Regions from separate parts of the Mus musculus genome. Here region 2 is linked to region 1. Evidence: chromatin contacts called from public Hi-C data. All regions are on one chromosome and are shown on one strand. Each heading gives the region's core, a stretch centred on a gene start, on an enhancer-like site or on the middle of the called end of the contact. The rest is flanking DNA. Distances are from core to core; before and after follow the strand shown. Region 1 has its middle 51 kb from the start of Gm32500. Region 2 has its middle 60 kb from the start of Fam114a2.

Region 1 (6,494 bases), core at 2,513-5,012:
CATGCTTACTCACTCACACAGTTTCTCATTAAAAATGCCCAGAAATTCTCCCTGGCTAGTGGTCTAGGCATAAACAAGCCCTATTCTTGACAACAAGCTACATGGTCCCCACCCTGTGTTTTCCACTCATTGCCCACTGTTCCTGCTCACTCAGTGATGATTCTGTTTGTTCTGCACCCCTCTCATCCTCACCCCCACACACGGACAGTTGTCCCCTTGACTCTCTAGTTCTGTTTGTGTTCTTCTGTTCCTCTACCTAGGGTCTTAATCTCTCTAGCTTCTTTCCTTTGATCTTTTCTTCATACCAAGGTAACACAACTACCCTGAGATTTATCCTGATACCTCAGTATCTTTTCTGCTCCACTCAGCTGTATCCAGCTCAACACTGGATGTGATCCAAGTCCTATGGGATTCAACACGTGGACATCCCTTAGACATGCTTCTCTCTGCTCTACTTTTATGACACAACAATATCAGCAGATCTACACAATGGGTCTTCAACCGGTCTCTTTACAAGCATCTTTTCTGATAAGTAGTGAGACCTTAATGGTGCCTTTTTCATGCTCCAAAATATTTCCTGTTAGTAAAGATGAAAATCAAACTTAATACAGAAGCTTTACCAAGCCCTGGAGCTTATCTTAAATCCAAGGTTAACTAAGGTCTCTGTGGTTTTGTTCCATGCTGTGTCTATTAGTTCCCAACCTGCTCTCAGTGATCAGATATGCTTCAGGAAAGGCCATCATGGAAATAGAGGTTTATGTCAGTTTGCAGTGAGTAAGGATTCAGTCAGGCATGAAGCTGGGGCATGGAGGCAGGATCTTGAGGCCCAGGGTATGGGTCAGGCAGAAGAGATGAGTACAGATTCTCACCGGGCTTCTCCTTTTCTCTCCTTATCCAGTCCAGACTCCAGCTCCTAGGATGGTACAACTCACATGTATACAGACTCAACACACTCAATGAACCCTATCTGGACACACCATCACAAGTACTTGTCCGTGGGTCAGGCTGTTTCTTCACACTCCACTCTGGTGTTCTTCTGCAATGTCCTCAAATAGGCCATGCTTTCTTATTTCTTAGCCCACCCCATGTTCTCTTTCTGGAATATTCTCAGCCTATCTACTCCATTAATCCGGATATAGCTTTAAAGTCATGATTCAAGCTTAAGTTCTCATAAACATCTCTTGATGTTCTAGAGAAGTGATTCACAAACTATATGTCATGACCCCTTTTGGGGGTCAAATGACCCTTTCACAGGATTGCCTAAACCATTGGAAAATACACACACTTACATTACAGTTCATAACTGTAGCAAAATTACAGTTATGAAATAACATCAAAAAGAATTTTATGGTTGGGGGGTCACCAAAACATGGGGAACTACATTAAAGGGCCGCGGCTTTAGGAAGGTTGAGAACCATTGCCTCAGAGACTCTACTGAACACTCTTATAGCAGTCTGTGCCTTTCAATAGTGAAAAGACATGAATTAATCCCTGTGTGGAAAGTAAAATGTTCACAAACCTTCCTGCATATAGAAATGAATTAGTAATGTTATTTTCTTTATATTTTTGCTTGACAAACTGCTACTCAGTTTCTTGGATATAGGTTAGAGCTCACTTAATTAAACTATAATTTCCTGTGCCCTGTGTTCTACATGGAGAGGAGGAGTGTGCTACAAAATTCATGCTTACTGACTGACATCTTTACATGGAGACTTGTCACAGCCTGTCATCCCTAACATCACACTCTTATTCCCAACTCTGTCTCATCTGTAAGAATGAAGTTCTAGCCAGATAGAAGGTACTGTGTTCTAAGTATATCTAGGGCTATAATGCAGAGCCAGAGTCCAACATCATCCAAACACTCAAGTGATAGAAGCAGAAGGATTGCTGTGAGTTTGAGTTTGGAGTTTGTGGCCACCCCAAGCTATAGTGTAAAATTATGTCTCTAAAACAAAAATAAATCAACAGCAACAAAGGGAAATAGGGACAGAATATCTGATGTGAAGAAATATCCATAAACATTCTACAGCAGGGTTTTCGTGTAACCTTGGTCTCCTGAATCAGAGCCTTGCATTCTCTGAGGACGGAATGAAGTCCAATGCTAGCCATGATATGTAAAGCATGCCAAGAGAATGTACCTAACCCTCTCCAAGAATTTATGAGCGGTTGTACATCTGTCCCCAGATGATGTGAGCTCAGAAGTTTATAGGGAATGGAATTTGTACAGAAGCGGAAACCAAATAAAGAAGAAATAAACAAATTACCCCACCCAGACCTGGGTTTGGTGACATTGGTGTGTCCTTAACACAGTTACCCTCAAAACCAAGATCCTCTAGGACTAATCAGCCACACAAGACCATGAAATTCCTCTTTAAATATAAGCTACTTAGAATGCAGAGTTCCTGTCATTTGTGATCAAAATAATCCTAAGAGGTGTATGATTTCCCAAAGCAGATGAAATTTAAGTAGATTTTAAAGACAGGTCTGTGGAAAGAGAAGCCAACTAGGCATGGAGAATAACCGATCCAACACATACTGGTTGGACCAGCATTGTTCATTTGTAGAGCTGCAGAGGGATGCTTGTTGTAGGCTGGTAAAGAGAAGACTGTTCAGCAGCATCAGCCTTCTGTTTTCTGAAAGCTAGTATCCCATATTCATGTCTGCTGACTTCACTATGACCACTTCACTGGAGCAAGAGTTAAAGTATGCCCCAGTGAATTGATGGAAAAGGAACAAAGCAAACAGGAAATGCTTTCACAGACAAATGAAAAATTCTGAGAGTAGCAAAGAAACAAAGCCAAACCTGCTGACTCCCCACACTGCATTAAAAGAACGGAGGGACGAGACTGATGTTAAAGGCTGTCCACTGGCTGACTCACTAATATTAGTGTCGTAAAACACGCACATTAAAAGTCTTCTGTGGGCAGATAAAATTTCATGAGTCATTCAGTGTTTACTCTGTGAGGGGTAATGAATCCAGCATCGAGTATGATAATCTTGATGTCAGCTCCCTCATGTGGCCAGGGGTCCTGGCAAGATGCTGAGGCTTCACGGGGCCAACACACTTCATGGGTGTCATAGCTAGAGATAGTTCACCTCATTTCTCTGATGCTGTTCCTCCTTCTACAATACTACCACTTCTACTCTGTATTCATCCTCATCATACCAGCCTTCAGGTCCTCTAAGGAATGCCACTTTCTCTGTAAAGCCTTCCCTTTCTCCCCAAGAAAGTCAAGTCTTGCTAGAGATTCACCTAGAAGATTACAGCCCCATTCTTTGAATAAACCTATTTGCAGTTCTTCTATTAGTGGAATGATAGATTGGCATATAGTGATCTTCTCCTTGGATCTTAAGCTCTGCAAAGGTAGAAACTGATCTCACCTGCTTGCTCCTTTATGTAACTCTCTCATGCATGCTGTCAGAACAGCGGAGCTCAAACAGGCCCTGGGTGTTCTCTAACTCAACCAGTTAAGCTAGATTAACTCCCTTGCAAACTGCCTGTCTGTAACTCTCTGTCTCTTTTCTAATCCATCTCTTCATCTTGTTATTTTTTTCCCCTAGCATTGGAAAATTACTGGCAATGTGAACATAATTGTGGAGAAATAGAAAGAATGACGCTTCTTCTCTGAAAGGGACAGAGATGATGGATTTACGAAAGATAAGCAAGCAAAATAATTTCAAAGGATGATTCATGCTGTGCAGAAAACTAGGTTATTGGGCTGGACACATGGAAGTAATGTTTCATCAGCTTAAAGTGGTTACCATGCAAACACAAGAACCTGATTTCGGTATCCAGAGTACACACGAATAAGCCTGGTGAGGTACAGGCTTGGAATCCCTGTGCTGGGTAGCTGGGGAGGGGTAGGAATCCCCAGGGGTCTCCCACCAGAGAGCCTAGTATTGTGCTATTTCTGTAAAAGTGAAAGCTTGTGTCTCAAAAACAAGGTGAAGCATTTCAAAGCCTCCTGTTCTCTGCACATTGACCAGTTGTAGGTTTCTGTTTACTTCCATCTATTTCAACAAGAAGCTCCTCTGAAAGGGTTGAGTTATGTACTAATGTATAATACAGTGATAAGTTACTAGGAGTAATTTTAATCTTTTGTCCATTTAGCAGAATGTTTTCTCCTAGATCCCATGACTTACCTAATAGTAGGTTTTGGACTTGCTGACAATGTCATGGCTGGGTTTTATCTCATGGAACAGTCCTTAAATTAAATCAGAGAGTGTTTTGGGGTTTTTTTGTATTTTTTTTACCCCTGTACCATTTAAACTTTTATTGCATCATGCCAGGCAAATTGTTATTGCCACTAGCAGTGTTCATAGTTAGGTGAGATGAAAGTTTATTTTTCTTCTTCAGTAGTGGGCACAACATTCTAAAACCATGAACACTGGCCAGCAGGGTTGACTCTTCCAGTTGACTGCTATCTAGAGTTCTCCATATCATAGAAGTCATGTATGTGGTGTCTTCAGCAATAGCATCTTGCCCACAATTTCTGGAGTTAATTGAGAGCATTGGCAATAGTCTGTACTGTTTAGAGGATCTATGGGACCCCACTGACCAACAATTCAAAAGGATGTAGCCCTTTCCTGTACTAGTGATTTTATTGATAGAATACGGTGTCTATTTGGAGTATTGTCACTCCATTTTAGAGTAATTCCATTTAAACTCTTCTTATCCATGTGGATGTGAATATTTTAGAAAGCTTCTACAGTTGTGGGTTTCAATATGGTCTTTTCCAAGTGCCTTTGTTACATATATGCAAAGCATCTAGCTCTGTCCTATGCATGTTCTCTGATTGGCAGTTCAGACTCTATGAGCCCCTATGGGCTCAGATTAGTTAATTCTGTAGGTTTTCTTGTAGTGTCCTTGGTAGGTTTTTCTAGCTCTTCTTAATGTTTGGCTGTTGGTCTCTGCAACAGTTTCCATCACTGCTTTGCCTAGCCTCAGTAGAAAAAGATGTGCCTAGTCTTATTGCAACTTGATATGCCAAGGTTGGTCTATATCCATGGAAGCCCCACTCCCTTTTTTGAGGAGGAGAAGAGGAGTGGGTGAAGTCAAGACAAGGGGAGAGGGAGGGACTGGGAGGAGGAGGGAGGGGAAGCTGTGATTGGGATGCAAAATAAATAAGAAACTTAATAAAAAAAATCAGGAAAAAGGTGCCTCTGTTATTTATTCCTCACCATTTTCCATCTTTACATTCCCTCCCATCCTTCACCACCTTTAATCTTAACTATTCCCTTCTTCCCTCTCTTCCTTTACAACACTCTACATCCCCTTCCTATATCCCCTTCCTAGCAGATATCTCCCTCTCCCATAGCATGGTGCATTTTAGATAGAATATCTTTATTTTTTTCTTTGACAAATGTATACTTGTTTACACGTGTCTTAATTCTCCCCCTTCTCCCTTTTTCCCTAGCATCCCCAACACATTCTGTGCCCCTTTCATGCACCCACCCTTTTCATTTATAATCTACATGGTCCAGTTGGCACTAAATCTCTGGTGTGTTAACTGATGTTGTTGGCATGATCTTCTATAGAAGGTAACCACAAATTCAGTGAGTTTAGGACTGCAATAGCCACACCATGACAGAAGACAGCATGACACAGCACTCCTTTCTGTTCCATGACCCTTACTTTGTTCCCTCCCCACTTCCATGTTGTTCCCTGAGCTTTAAGGAAAGACCAATAAAGACAACTCATTTAGTGTTGATCTGCCAACAGTCACTATGCTCAGGACTTTGACCAGTTATGACTCTTTTCACTAACTGCTGACCACTGCAGAGGGAAGATTCCTTAACTACAGTTAAAAGCAGAAATAACATACGGGTATATCACAATTATATAGAAGACAGCTTGTAACATGTCTATTTAGTAAGAAGACTACAATAGTAGCTTCATGGCTAGGGTACAGTCAATTTTGCATTGAATTATGTTTTTAAGTAGTTAAATTATATCTTTTTTGTCCTTTCATTGTCTTTTGTCTTTTTTCCTCCTTGTTTCTTTATCCCACTATTTCCTTCTCTTTCTTTTTTTTCCTGTCTCTTCTCTCTGTCTTTCTTTGTCTTTACAAGCCTAATTATTCCATCATCCTTTGCTAAGATGTTTCTGATTTCTACCAGATTGTTTTGCAGTGTTCCCAGACTTTTTATTTTTATTTTTTTGCATTTTTCTGTGTTCTTTATTCCCCTATTTGTCTGTAAGTCTACACCTTCCTGGACTCTATACAGTCTTGATTACCAAGGCTAAATATTTAGCCTTTAAATCCAAACAAACAGACTTTTGTCCCATATTTATTTTCAAGTATGTTACTTCTACATCCTTTGCATTTCCGTTTACAGTATATATTAAAAATGCCTATTCTATAGAGAACCTTGCTGGAATTCTGACAGTAATTATATCCAACCCACACAATAATTGAGAGGAAAATGTGGTTTGTTACTATATCAGGTCCTCTAATGCATGAGCAATTTATGCTTTAATTTCGTTCAATGAC
Region 2 (6,494 bases), core at 1,035-3,534, 1.1 Mb before region 1:
GCATTTATTTTGTTGAGTAACAGAGTAGACTACGAGAGGCAGCTTCTTAGCGAGGGGACACCTTGCCAACACCAGCAGGAGAGTTCCCTTAGTGGCCTTAGCATTGCTTCTCTGTGTCCAGAACCAGTGTCTGAAGGAGATACTGTGGGTTCTGTCCTGTGATACTCAGGGATCAGGCATAGGCGTCACCCGCCGATGACCATGCTTTGGTTTTGTTTCTGTGGTTGTGGTATAAAACCCTGATGGAAAGCAACTTAGGGGAGAAAGGACTTATTTCAGCTCAGGATTTCAGGATGTAGACCATCGCTGCGGGAATCGGGGCAGGGATTCTAAACAGCTCATCGCATTGCACTCACAGTTGAAGGCAGAGAGGCGTGAACATAAGCATGCTCACTTGCTTGCTTGTGCTTACATCTGTTTCTCCAATCTTATGCAGTACAGGTCCACCAGTCTAGGGGATGGCGCTGCCCACACTAGACTGTCTTCCCACATCAGTTAACTTAAGACATTTCCCCACAGACATCCTCAGAGGCCGGCATCACCACCACCACCACTGTCACAACAAACACACTTATACAGTTCAAGAATCTGCCTAGGGAATGGTGCACCCACAGTGGACTGGATCTTCTCACTTCATTAATTAAGCTAGTCCCTATCAACTTGCTCACAGGTTAAGCCAATGCAGACAATCATTTATGGAGGCTCTCTTCTCAGGTGATTCTAGGTTGTGTCATACTGACAGTTAAGGCTAACTATCACAGCTTGAAAGGACAGAACACCCAGAAACATCTAACTTGGCTTTGAGTGGAATTTCTAGGTACTGACCTGACTTGGGGAGGAATACAAAAAGGGGGCTAAAACTGGAGGCAAGAAGAAAGATGTCAACTTTACTACCAGTGTGTCCTAAAATGCATTCCATGAGGTAACAATGACAATTATTACCACAACCATAATCACCATAACCATCATCACCAAAACTACCACCAGCACGAAACAAAATTACCACTACCACCACCATCACCACCACCACCACAACAGTGAAAGTATAAAGGGTTCTGTGGAATACATTAAGGCCATGTTAAATTATATTGATTTAAGCTGTTTTGAATCTTTATGTAAAAATGGTTCATAAGGTCTTTTGTTGGTGGTAGTTGTTCCTCTTTTGTTTTGAGTTTTGAAGACAGGGTCTCATGTAACCCAGGTGGCCTTAAATTCAGTACACACAGGCTGATTTTGAACTACTGATCTTCCTGTCTCTGCTTCCCAACTGCTGGGGTTACAGACATGACCCACCACACCTAGCTCTCATAGGATCTTTATGATGTCCACTGTTTACAGAGTTGTCTCAGGGGCCAGCCCCCCACCCCCTAAACACACAATGTTTCACACACATATGGGACCGAGGAAATGTCTTTTTGCCAAGCATCTGGTAGCATTGGCCTTTGGTAGTGGCCACTTTGATATTCACTAGAAAGTTAACAAAATGTGAGACCTAGAAGGACCCTTACTCTAGGTCATGGAGGGCGCTTAGCAGTGGGCGAGGTGATTACGCCCCTGTCCACATGTGCAAGGCTCTGGGATCCACCCACAGTGCTGCAAAAATGTTACCATATGTCTGAGGAAATTGAAGCCCATAAAGCTAACAATATTGGCCAAAGCTTAACAAAGCTATTGGTAGGAGAGCCAAGCTGGGGTCCAAGCCTTTTGATTTCAGCCTTCTCGAAGCTACCTAGCCATGCAATACTAGCTCCTAGGGAGGGACAATCAAGGAGACACCTAGCTTCCACATGGCCTGTGTGGTGAGTATCTTTGGTGGTGGTTAGTTCTGCTTAGAGGGCATGAACTACACTTAGCATCTGACCTTTTATTTACCTATTTTGAGGAAAGACATTTTGCATTTTAAATCAGATCCACAAATCCAAGTGTGTTCTCTGTTGCACATTTCTGGGTAAGACTGAAGGCCTCGGGGACGTTTAATCCGAGCTTCTGATCCATCTTCATTTGAACCATTCTGTGCTGCATCTCTTAAGTCGCCTCCCTGTCTAGCACCCTCTGAGTTTTCATCAAATCTCTCTTCCCTAGGAAAGAAGGTGTTTGGATGGATGGGAAGTCTCCTTTCCCCAAACCATTACACCTCTCCCAACTTACTCTAAAAAATTTCCCCCAAACCTATCCTGGAAATCATAAATGCCTTTCAGAATGGAGAGTATGTGTTGGAGAGCTGCCGAGAGAAGAGACAGAAACGGTGCAAAGAATCAGGCCGGGAGGAGCCGTGGGATGAGTCATCCCGGAAGGTGGCCAAGGGGTGATTTGGCAGTGCTGGAAGAGAAATGGCTGCTTCGAAGGCTGGGGATCAGTTACTACTCCAAGGAGAGAAAGTGCTTGAAGCTGAGGCTGCAGGAATTAACTTAGGAGGTAGGCTGGGGATGGTCTTAGGACATTAGAGAGCCCTGGAGAGGTAAAGAAAGGCCCCTGGCTGGCAGAAAAGCTTCGTTTCTGTTCTTCATTTCCTGTGAGTATGTGTGCATAAGTGTGTGCACAAGCATGTGTGTGTGAGAGTGTGTGTGCGTGTCTCTCTGTGTGTATATTGCATACACACGTGGAAGCCAGAGGTCAACATTAGATGTCTTTCTCAGGAGTTTTCCACCTGATTTTCTGAGACAGGTTCTCTAAAAGGAACCTGGGGCTCTTAGATTAGGTCAAGCTGCTCACCTCTGAGCACAGGGAATTATCTACCTCCCCAGTGCTGGAATGAAGGTGCTTAGATATCTAAACAAAGCAGAAGGAAAGATTACTGTGTATGCACGTGCCCCATTGTGTATGTGGAGGTCTGAGGACAACTTCCAAGGACTGGCTTCTCCGTCCACTATGTGAATCTTTGGGCTTAAAATCAGGTCATCCAGGTTTGGTGGCATGTGGCTTTTCACGTGGGTGCTGGTAATGATCTCAACTCCTCAGTTTCGCAGCAAGCACTGAGCTGACTGAGCCATCTCCACACCAGACTCTGCTGGCGTGGTGTGAGTGTATCTATCTGCTACCACTATTTTTGCGGCATGGGACCTGGGGGGGGGGTACTGCTCTGGAGACCTCGTGTTGCTGTTTATAAAGAGGAGCTGATCCCTAACCCCAGCATCATCCAGAGGACTGGGTACTCTGGGCTACGCTCCTGGGTGACCTAGGGGCTCATAAGTGGTAGTGCTTCCTATGGTGATGTGGTAATGAACTTAGTGCTCATGGCCAGAAATTTGCAGCTACTCTTAGCTCCCTGTCGCTCATCCTTATAGCCTCACTGGAGGGAAGCCTGTACTTGTCCATGACCCAGGATGCAAGGACCGGCTTCTCAGATGCACTAGAAAGGGCAATGTCTTTTGGAATTCTTGAGTGGATTTGCCCTCTCTCCATCATAGACCTGAAGACATCACTGATGCTGAGGTTGTTTCAAGGACCCAGACTGCCTAACATTGGGAAATAACTTCTCACCTGGGAACACTGCATGCATAGGGAAATTCCCCCATCAGTGGTGATGGGGGGGGCTCTCCTACAGAGGGACGGTACTACCACTGAACTCCATGCCTCTTGGATCAGAGAAGATCCTATCCGTTGGGGATGAAGGTCACAGCAGCAAACGAAACTTCTAGGGGGATTGAAGAACCTTTGAGAGCTGCTTCCTTGATTTCACACTGCGTGGCCACTTGACTGTGGCATATGTTTTCCGATTTATTTTAGCGACTAACCAGAAATGCACAGTGGGTGTCAATGTGTGGAGTCCTGTTTTGCCAATACACAGCCCACCTGCAAAATGCTGTGTCCATCACTCAGGGAAGACAGTGCAGAGATGGGTCAAAGCAACTGGCAGAGACTGAATCAGGGAAGAGTGAGGTCAGGGCAGCTAGTCATGATGGAGTGGGTAGGGCTTTCTGAAACAATGGGATCTGTCTTCACCTCATAAGGAGTGATAGCTCTTGGAGAGACAGATGTAACCACAAGAGGCTATTGGTGTGGGGGAGGGGACAGTTTGGAGCAAGGGTCAGGGTACACACATAGACACCAACCATTGTAGGAACAGTAGGAAATGATCAGGAGGCTTCAAGCCCTTACTGGGTTTTTGGTCATCATGCTCATATAACATTTGACCTTCATATCCTAGGCAACAGGAACCTGGGGGAGATTTTGACAAGGGAATAATAAGAATAAATGAGCTATTCAGAAAGACTCTGTATTCCAAATGGGATGTTTAATTCCTATAACTTCATGGGGTTAAAAAAAAAATCTGACACATCTAGGGAAGGAAGTTGGTGGAAAAGCTCAGCTAACAACAGCATTCTATATTCATGGCTCAACACTCAGAATGTAGAGCAAAGCACATGGAAAAGAGAAATTACTCCTAGCTCTAGTACTCACAGATATTTAAAGAATGTGTTATAGTTTTCCCTTTTCTCATTTATTTTCTTTGACTAAGTTTTTACATACACACAGATAATTTACATAGTTTAAAAGTGAGTGCAGCTGTGGTTGCCTGTGCAAGTCGGGAACAAGATGAAACCCATGAGGAGTGGTTCATCAGTACCCGTCCTAGCTGGGGAGTTAGTGCTGGCTGATGTCTGAGAGTACCCATCCTATCTGGGGAGTTAGTGCTGGCTGATGTCTGCTGAGGGGAGACAGAGAGGGTCAGCTGTCTTTAGGGTTGTGACCCCTGGTAGATTGCCCATGCCCCCCAGTGGATGGTCTCATACCCATGAATAGATGAACAGAACATATTGGTTGGGTTATGGAAAGAAGATATGAAGTTGGGAGGGGAACATGGGCCACTGATAGAAGACATTGATATGATCAAAATACATTGTATACAAATACAAAATACATTGTGTACAAATACAAAATTCCCAAAGAATATGTGAAAGTAGATTAAATTGTAATGTTCTTTCTTTCCCTCACTTCCTTTCTTTGACTTAGTTTTTACATACACACACATAACTTACAGTTGTATATGTGTCCAGCTTTATGTATTTTAAAGAATAAGTGCTTTTGTGCTGTAAGCTTTGCATAAACACTACTTTACATCTAGTGTCTCATGGTATTCTGTGCTGAGTACACAAACCTGTCCTCACACATTGAGACTTAGTTGTTTCAAAGTTTCTATTTACAATACACATGACTTGCTTATCTGTGCGTCTGCACCATAGGTCTGCTTTAAAACACTCTGCAGAATAGAAATGTTGCACTGAAGTATGGGAATTAACCAAAGAATTAAAGCGTTTCTGAATAATGCTGAAACATTGTTTTTCAAAGAACGACACCATTTTACTTGTCTGCTGCCAGGGTTTGATTATGTGTGTGCAACAAACCCTCACCTGTCCTTTGTGCTCAGACTTAAAAGAGAAAACTTTCACTAAATTAAGATGTACATTCCAGTCTTAATTTCTTTGACAGCTTATAAAGATGAATATATAATTTTTTAAAGATTTATTTTATGTATATGAGTTCAGTGTTGCTGCCTTCAGGCACATCAGAAGAGGGCATTGGATCCCATTACAGATGGTTGTGAGCCGCCATGTAGTTGCTGGGAATTGAACTCAGGACCCCTAGAAGAGCAGTCAGTGCTCTTAACCACTGAGCCATCTCTCCAGCCCATATATAATATTTTAAACATGCAAGTTAAACTTCTGAGAGCTTTTTACTCATATCTTCAGTCCATTGGAATATTATGATATTTAGTTGCTTTCAAGAGAGTTTTTACATATTGATGTTTTTATTAGCTATTTTTTGATTGTAAGATTTCTCTTGGAAAAAAATAAAAAAAGAAGGTGGCTAGGAAGGCATCTCCATCAGTAAAGGGCTTGCCTGGCAAGTGTGAGGACCTGGATTCGATCCTCAGAACCCATATACAGAAGTCAGATCAGAAGCTGTGTCTGTAATCCCAGCTGTGGGGAACAGGAGACAGATGTTTGGAGCCCAGTGGCCTGTTGTTATAGGCTAGTGGGCAAATCTGAGGGGGGGGGAGGAGGAGAAGGAGGGAGAGAGGGGGAGGGAGGGAGGGGGAGGGAGAGAGGGAGAGGGAGAGAGGGAGAGAGGGAGAGAGGGAGAGAGACTTGTCTTCCAGTCTCCATATGCACATATGTGCCTGTGGACCTATGCACACACAAACACATGCACATGGTCACATACACAAAAATCAGAAAGCAAACATATATTTTGTTTTATGTTATTTCATTTATTTTATGGTCACTCATATATGGTCTCACACACATGCACACACACATGCACATACACACTCACCTACACAAAGATCAGAGAGAGATACTTTATGTTTTATGCTATTTCATTTATTTTATATGTGTGTGTGTGTGTGTGTGAGAGAGAGAGAGAGAGAGAGAGAGAGAGAGAGAGAGAGAGAGAGAGAGAGAGAGAGTGTATATAGAAGCTAGGGGTCAACACTCTGCCACTCTCTAGCTTCTGTCTTGACGCAGGGTTCCTCACTAACCCTTGAGCCCACT

Evidence for each region. A called contact is a pair of places that touch in the nucleus more often than the background predicts.
Region 2: a contact with region 1 is called in a Hi-C map of the C2C12 cell line, with 5 times the contacts expected there. The contact joins two enhancer-like sites. A contact is called at or near these places in 13 of 484 Hi-C or Micro-C datasets (the C2C12 cell line, the STO cell line, adipose-derived mesenchymal stem cells and 4 more) and 1 of 9 other capture datasets (embryonic stem cells).

The regions. Positions count from the first base shown.
Region 1 is chr11:56,371,014-56,377,507 of GRCm38.p6, reverse strand. No RefSeq gene overlaps it. Among named protein-coding and RNA genes, the nearest start is that of Gm32500, 51 kb to the left of the region's middle. Within about 2 kb of position 3,762, at least 28 of the 459 cell types and tissues checked have an H3K27ac peak or open chromatin away from gene starts, as enhancers often do. A contact at or near this core is called in the C2C12 cell line, where this site is marked.
Region 2 is chr11:57,455,746-57,462,239 of GRCm38.p6, reverse strand. No RefSeq gene overlaps it. Among named protein-coding and RNA genes, the nearest start is that of Fam114a2, 60 kb to the left of the region's middle. Within about 2 kb of position 2,284, at least 7 of the 459 cell types and tissues checked have an H3K27ac peak or open chromatin away from gene starts, as enhancers often do. A contact at or near this core is called in the C2C12 cell line, where this site is marked.